Linked DNA regions of Sus scrofa: region 1 is linked to region 2. Evidence: chromatin contacts called from public Hi-C data. All regions are on one chromosome and are shown on one strand. The core of a region is the stretch at or near the end of the contact, and the rest is flanking DNA. Distances in the headings are between cores, read along the strand shown.

Evidence for each region. Hi-C and Micro-C count contacts between places; a contact is called where the count stands out from the background.
Region 1: a Hi-C map of liver shows a contact between it and region 2, with 3 times the contacts expected there. The contact joins the promoter of LOC102165880 here to the enhancer-like site in region 2. A contact is called at or near these places in 1 of 5 promoter capture datasets (liver), 25 of 47 Hi-C or Micro-C datasets (alveolar macrophages, blood, differentiating spermatogonia and 13 more) and 1 of 2 datasets of contacts at active chromatin or transcription factors (alveolar macrophages).

The regions. Positions count from the first base shown.
Region 1 is chr2:41,007,610-41,011,670 of Sscrofa11.1, forward strand. LOC102165880 (60S ribosomal protein L4-like) reads right to left here and starts at 1,384. Exons shown (of 1, transcript XM_013994507.2): 1 at 141-1,384. The coding sequence starts at 674. The coding sequence ends at 258.
Region 2 is chr2:40,953,756-40,957,658 of Sscrofa11.1, forward strand. No RefSeq gene overlaps it. Among named protein-coding and RNA genes, the nearest start is that of SAA2, 17 kb to the right of the region's middle. Within about 2 kb of position 1,371, at least 1 of the 83 cell types and tissues checked has an H3K27ac peak or open chromatin away from gene starts, as enhancers often do. A contact at or near this core is called in liver, where this site is marked.

The sequences.
Region 1 (4,061 bases), core at 134-2,633, 54 kb after region 2:
GGGTTAAGGGTCCAGCGTTGCTGTGAACTGTGAACTCTGACTGTAGGTCAAAGACGAGGCTCGGATCCTGCCTTGCTATGGCCGTGGTGTAGGCTGGTGGCTACAGCTCTGATTCAACTCCTAGCCTGGGAACCTCCATGTGCCACGGATGTGGCCCTTAAAAGAGAAGAAGGCAAAAAATAAAGTAAAATAATAACATAAAATAAGCTGTCCAAAATGATCTGACCTTTACGGAATACACCAATTTAAGTTTCGCGTCAGCCTTCTTTTTTTTCTGTGTTGGGTTTCTTTTCAGATGCTGGTTTCTTGGTCACTGCAACCTTTCTTTTTTCCCCCACCAAAGGCTTCTTACGGCCGACGGGCTTCAATCCTTTCTTTCCTACCAGAGGCTTCTTGCCTGGAACCCCCTTCTCATCTGATTTGGCCTCCAGTGCTGTGGCTGCCTTATCCATCAGGATTTTGTGGATCTTGGCCTGGTGCAGAATGGTGTTCTGGCATGTGGGCTTTGCATACAGGTTTAGCTTCAAATAATTCTCAGGGTTTTCAGTGGCTTCTTCCTCAGGACGCTGTGATGAATCTTCTTGCTTGGTGCTCAGGGGAGGGGGGGTGTCAGGGGGCAGGGCTCTTTGGCTCTCTGGGCTTTTCATGATTCTGCTAAGGTCTGTGTTGAGCATCTTGTGTGAGGAGCTTGTAGTTACTCTTGAGGGAGGCAACGTTACACTAAGTGCCACAGAGCTTGTCTAACATGCGGAAAGCACTTTCAGTCCAAAGGCAGAAATGTCCCACGTACCCACCAGGAGCAAGTTTCAAAATGTTCAGTTTGCTTACATTAAGTCAGGCAATTCCAGGGATGTTTCTGAAGGCCTTGATGATACCTTGTCCTCATTATAGACGATGCAGGGGTCCCTGTGCTCCATACGGCATCAGTTTCTCATCTGGTCTCTGCCAGCTCTCATTCACTGAGAGGTGTAAAACTTTTTGATATCATTCCTGGCCTCCAGTTTCTTCAGACGCAAAACAGCCTCCTTGGTCTTCTTGTAGTCTTCAACTTTATCTTCCACCACCAAAGGAAGTTCAAGAACTTCCTCAATACGATGAACTTCAGATATCGTAAGGCCAAGGCAGCCAAGGTAGAGCAGACGGCATATCTCTTCTGCATTGTGTTCACTCTGAGGTGCCAGTGTCGCCAGGTCTTGGTTGGCACAAACATGCGGCCCGCATGATACCTATTTCCAAAAGCACTCTGGCCAGCATGGTAATCCTGCCACCTCAAACCCTGGGAGTTTGAACCCCAGCTCTGCCAGTAGCCTAAGACTCAGCGCTGGTTTGATGACCTGCTAATTCACTGACAGTCTAGGGCTTCTGTTGTTTTTGCACAAGTTGGTGGGAACAAAGTTCACCATAGCTGGTCAAAAGGGAGCCTTGAACACGGAAGGCACAGTGCCATTTTTACGCAATGATCCCTCCTCTTCAGGGTACACTGATATCAGTGGGCAGGCCCACACTATGGCGAGGAGAGGAGAAGGCCACACTCCTCGAAACCCAGCTCCCACAGGAAAAGCTATTTTACACTTTTGGAAAGAGTTCGTTTAGACTTAGACATCGATCTTAATCTTACATCACTCTTGTGCATAAACAAAAAGGAAAGCATGCACAGAGTCAATCCTAAAGCAATGATAACCATTTCATGAGTGCTGCTTGGTCATCTGTGAATGCAAAACACATCCTAATTGTAGAAATTTATAATCAAGAAATCTATGCCTTTGGAGTTCCCGTTGCGATGCAGTGAAAATGAATCTGACTAGGAACCATGAGGTCGAGGATTTGATCCCTGGCCTTGCTCAGTGGGTTAAGGGTGTTGCCATGAGCTGTGGTGTAGGTCGCAGACGAGGCTCGAATCCTGCGTTGCTGTGGTTGTGGCTGTGGCTGTGGTGTAGGCCAGCAGATGTAGCTCTGATTTGACCCTTAGCCTGGGAGCCTCCTTATGCTGTGGGTGCGGCCCTAAAAAGAAAAAAAAAAATCTATGCCTTAGAAGAGATGAAATAGGATATTTCTATTTATTTATTTATTTATGGATATTTCAATTTAAACCTACATAGTTTTTCTCTCTCACACTATGTTTACTGAGAAGAAATAACAAGCTTTGAGCTATCATTAATCATAAAATCTAAAAAAATCTCAGAATATAAGCTTTGTCCTTGAAGCATGTGATAACCCTAAACTTGAGAAACACTGTAGGGTTTTCCTGCTCTATGAAAACATTGATTGTGAGACGTGGAATTTGTTCACGTACTATGATAAGCCTCGGGCAGTTGACTCGTGGCTGTATCCATCTAGACTTCTTTGTGTGTGTGTGTGTGAGTGTGTGTGTGTGTCTTTTTAGGGCCACACCCATGTCATAAGGAAGTTCCCAGGCTAGGGGTCGAATCACTGCTGCCCCTCCTCAGCTTGGGAGCTTATGGGACCCGGCCCTTCTTCCTGGATACCCTCTCTAGGACGTGGGGTACTTAGAAACACATTGTCCTCAGCTGTGGGTGACGGGAAAGAAGCATCACTCAACTGCCTGGTTTTCACACTTGGGTGCAAAGGGAGCTCTTTCACAATTCTCTAATTTCCCAGGTTCAATTTTTGAAATCTGTAATTACGAGAAAGATGATCCAGGTCCTCTCTGAGAACAGTGGGCTTAGTGTACACACACATTTATCATCCACGGAGCCCTGTCAAACCACATTGTTTAAAACAAGTTTGCAAAATCTCCCATCAATGACCCGCTTATATGTTCCTGACAGATCCGGGCAAATGCACATGAGGTCCAGGCTGGGCCAGCCTGCCTCGTGCCTGAACACGCTGGCCTGGAAGGGAGCCACGGTACACAGAGCCTTCCTTTCTCTCTGCAGAAGGACTTAGGACTGCTCAAAACAGAGTCTAATGCAGAACCTCTAAAAGCCTCAATTCTCCTTTCTGCTATAGATGCCTATGGAACTGGTTCATCCTTCTAGTCACTATTTGACACCTATTTAATCATCCCCCCAGTAGGTGGCAGGTAATTTCCTGGGCCCTGGGAATACAAGTTAGACAAGGTCAGTGCTCTCTTGTGGGTAACATTCCACTGGGAGAGGTATTATTAAGCTAATTAGTATTTAAATTGAATTAAAATATACTATACACATATTTGTTTATGTGCCATATGGCTGCCAAGTGCAGGTGGCAGCTCTATAACTTATGGCTAAGAATCCAAACCCTTAATCCACAGATTAGTTTGAATTTCAGCTTTGCCACAAACTTTGTAGTAGATAAGGGTAGTAACATGCAAAAATGATTATGATAAACTGTAAAGTGAAAAAGCAGAACATAAAACAATAGGCATTATTCCTCCTGTCTTTGTATACATATTCATATGTACATATTCTTTTTTTTTTTTTTTTTTTATCTTTTGCTTTTTCTAGGGCCGCTCCTGTGGCATATGGAGGTTCCGAGGCTAGGGGTCTAATCGGACCTATAGCCGCCGGCCTACGCCAGAGCCACAGCAACGTGGGATCCAAGCCGAGTCTGCAACCTACACCACAGCTCATGGCAACGCCGGATGTTAACCCACTGAGCAAGGCCAGGGACCGAATCCGCAACCTTATGGTTCCTAGTCAGATTCGTTAACCACTGAACCACGACGGGAACTCCCATATGTAGGTGTTCTCTTTCAGGTTAACAATGTGTTTCTAGTACTTGGTCTTGAAAATGACAGGCTCTACTAATCTCTGGGGAAAGAAGTTTCTTTAAAATAAGCAATAGGGAGTTCCCATGATGGATCATCCGAAACAAATCTGACTAGCATTCATGAGGACACAGGTTCTATCCTTGGCCTTACACAGAGGATTAAAGGATCCGGCGTTGCTGTGAGCTGTGGTGTAGGTTGCAGACCCAGCTCGGATCTGGCGTTGCTATTGCTGTGGCTGTGGCATAGGCCGGTGACTACAGCTCCTATTTGACCCCTAGCCTGGGAACCTCCATATGCTGTGGGTGCAGCCCTAAAAAGACAAAAAAAAAGGAACAGGAATTGTCCCTCT
Region 2 (3,903 bases), core at 121-2,620:
CCTTTTCCCTTTGGTAACTATAAGTTTGTTTTCTTTGTGAGTCTGTCTGTGTTTTACAAATAAGATCATTTTATCATATTTTAGATTCCTCGATTAAGTGTTATTTGGTGTTTGTCCTCTTTCTGACTTCATTTTGTATGACAATCTTTAGGTCCAACCATGTTGCTGCAAATGCCATTATTTCATTCTTTTTATGGAAGGGTAGTATTCCATTGCTCATATGTACCACATCTTCTTTCTTTTTTCTCCCCCTAGGGCCGCATCTGCGGCACGTGGAGGTTCCCAGGCTAGGGGTCTAATCGGAGCTGTAGCTGCCAGCCTATGCCAGAGCAACGCCAAATCTGAGCCTCATTTGCAGCCTACACCACAGCTATGGCAATGCCAGATCCCCGACCCACTGAGCAAGGCCAGGGATCGAACCTGCAACCCTGTGGTTCCTAGTTGGATTCATTAATCACTGAGCCATGATGGGAACTCCAATACCATATCTTCTTAATACTTTCACTTGCTGATGGACATTTAGGTTGCTTCCATGTCTTAGCTATTGTAAACAGTGCTGTTATGGACGCTGGGGTGCACGTACCTTTTTGAATTAGACTTCTCTCCAGATATATGCCAGGAGTGGGATTGCTGGATTGCATGGTAACTCTATTTTTAGGTTGTTTTTTTTTTTTTAATTTTTATTTAAATTTTTTCCTGCTATACAGCATGGGGACCAAGTTACACTTACATGTATACTATTTTTAGTTTTTAAAGGAACCTCCATACTGTTTTCCATAGTGGCTGCACCAATTTACATTCTCTCTAGCAGTGTGAGAGGGTTCCTTTCCCCCACATCCTCTCCAGCATTTGTTATTTGTAGGCTTTTTAATGATGGGCATTCTGACTGGTATGAGGTGATACCTCATTGTAGTTCTGATTTGTATTTCTCTAATAATTAGCAACGTCAAGCATCTTTTTCATGTGCCTATTGACCATCTTCTTTGGAAAAATGTCTATTTAGGTCTTCTGCCCATTTTTTGATTGGGTTCTTTTTCTTTTTTTAATATTGAGCTGCATGAGCTGTTTGTGTAGTTTGGAAATTAAGCCCTTGGTTGCATATTTTGCAAATATTTTCTCCCATTCTGTAGGTTGTCTTTTTGTTTTGTTTATGGTTTCCTTTCTGTGCAAAAGCTGAGAAGTTTGATTAGGTCCCATTTGTTTTATTTTATTTTTTACTTTTATTTCTGTTGCCTTGGGAGACTGACCTAAGAAAACATTGCCACAGTTTACTTCCAAGAATGTCCTGTCAGTGTTCTCTTCTAGGCCTGAGTTCTCTGCTCTTGGACATGCTCTGCCTTGCACTCTGGTTATGCCCCTGCTCCACTCTGACCTGCCCTGCCCTTTGCCCCAGCCAGGGCCCAGCTGCTGAGGTTCCGCCAGAGTTCTGTCCCTTCAGGTTCCATGTCACCTTGTTTTGTTTCATTTTTATTGTAAATACAGATAACATAAAATTTGCCATCTTAACCATCTTGTTGCACAACAAGGGGCTGAAATCACCTGTCATGTCAAGAACAGGAGGAACTTTAGAGCAAGGTCAGAGCAAACGCAGCTTTTCCCACCCCTTCAGTTAGAAGAAATCTGGATCCTGTGAAACTTCCCGAGTAAAATTACAGAATTACGACACGGTGCTGCTGTGTGGAGGTGATGAGCCTGGAGTTTCCAGTCAACTCGGGTCTAGTGGATCAAACACAAACCACAAGAAGGGCCTGGAAAATTCCTGCTTGGCATTTCTTCCCAGAGGGTTCAGAAAAATGCTAAGTGTGGACACCATGTCCTCAATACAGAGGTTGTTTTCTCAGATGGTATTTTCCCCTCTTGCCCAGGTAATATGTTATCCCAGAAGAGGCGACTCTGAGTCAGTCTGCATATTCAAGTTGATAGATTCTTCTAGTGATCTAGGCTTTATTTGAACTTGATATTTGTAGGTAGAGCCTGGGTTTATGACATTATGTCAGTGTCCTTAATCCCTTGGCTATGTAGCTTTTCCTAGTAAACTGCCCGTCTCCCTGGCGTGAGGCCCTGTGCCATCATGCAGAGCCCTGTGTTTGGTTAAATCTCGGAATTTTTAATAATTCCTGAACAAGGTCCCCACATTTTATTTGGCACTGGGACCCACACGTTATATAACTGATCCTGGTAGATCTGAGGTGGAGCTTGAGATTTTTGCATTTCTGACAGAATTCCAGGTGACAGTCTCTCAGCCTGGTCTGTTCTCAGTTTATTTAGGCTTAAGTAAACTTTCTTTGGAGAAAGAGCTTTCCCTGAGAGGTGCCTGGGAACTTGACTCCAACAGGGTCAAACATGAGCTCAGGCTATCTGGTTCACCTCATCTAGTGTTACTGGGTGCTGATTGGAGTAGCCTTTATTATTATTATTTTAATTGATGGATAACACTATATTAGTTTCAGGTATATAACATAATGATTTGATGCCTGTATGTATTGTGAAATGATCACCACAATATGTCGAATTAACATTCATTACAATCCATTTTTTTCTTGTGATGAAAACTTTGACATACTTACATGTGGAATCTAAAATAATACAAACTTGGGAGTTCCCATCATGGCTCAGCAAAAATGAACCCAACTAGTATCCATGAGAATGTAGGTTTGATCCCTGGCCTCGCTCAGTGGGTTAAGGATCTGATGTTGCCATGAGCTGTGGTGTAGGTTGCAGACATGGCTCGGATCCTGCGATGCTGTGGCTGTGGCGTAGACCAGCAGCTGCAGCTCCGATTTGACCCCTGGCCTGAGAGCTTCCATATGCTGTGGGTGCAGCCCTAAAAAGCAAAAATAAAATAAGTAAAACAAACTTGAATATGACAAAAAAGAAACAGAGTCACAGACATGGAGAACCAGTTAGTGGTTATCAGTGGGAGAGGGAAGGGGGAAAGGGCACAATAGGGATAGGGGATTGAGAAGTATAAACTACTATATATGAAATAAACAAGCTACAAGGATGCACAGGGATATAGCCAATATTTTGTAATAACTATAAATGCAGTATAACCTTTAAAAACTGAATCACTGGAGTGCCCGTTGTGGCGCAGTGGTTAACGAATCCGACTAGGAACCATGAGGTTGCGGGTTCGGTCCCTGCCCTTGCTCAGTGGGTTAAGATCCGGCGTTGCCGTGAGCTGTGGTGTAGGTTGCAGACGCGGCTTGGATCCAGAGTTGCTGTGGCTGTGGCGTAGGCCGGTGGCTACAGCTCCAATTCGAGCCCTAGCCTGGGAACCTCCATATGCCGCGGGAGCAGCCCAAGAAATAGCAAAAAAGACAAAAACAAAACAAAACAAAACTGAGTCGCTGTGTTGTACATCTGAAACTGATACAATATTGTGCATCAACTATGTCTCAATTTAAAAAATTTTAGAAAGGGATTCAGGGTGGCTCAGTGGGTTAAGGACCCGCCGTTGTCACTGCTGTGCTTCGGGTTGGATCCCTGGCCTAGGAACTTTGGTATGCAGAGGGTGCAACCAAAAAATAAATAATAACAAATTCTCTAGATTATTTACATGTTCAATAAGTGTTTGTTAAAATCCTATTATGTGTTGGATACTTTGCTTGGTACTAGATATTTATTTATTTGTTTGTTTGTTTGTTTGTTATTTAGTTGTCTTTTTAGGACCGCATCCATGGCATACGGAGGTTCCCAGGCTAGGGGTGTAATTGGAGCTGTTGCTGCCGGCCTACACCACAGCTCACGGCAACACCGGATCCTTAACCCACTGAGAAAGGCCAGGGATCAAATCTGCAACCTCATGGATACTAGTCAGATTCCTTTCTGCTGCTCCAGGACAGGAACTCCCAGTACCAGATATTTAAAGTTAAATAAGACAGACGTTGTTACAGTTTAGGA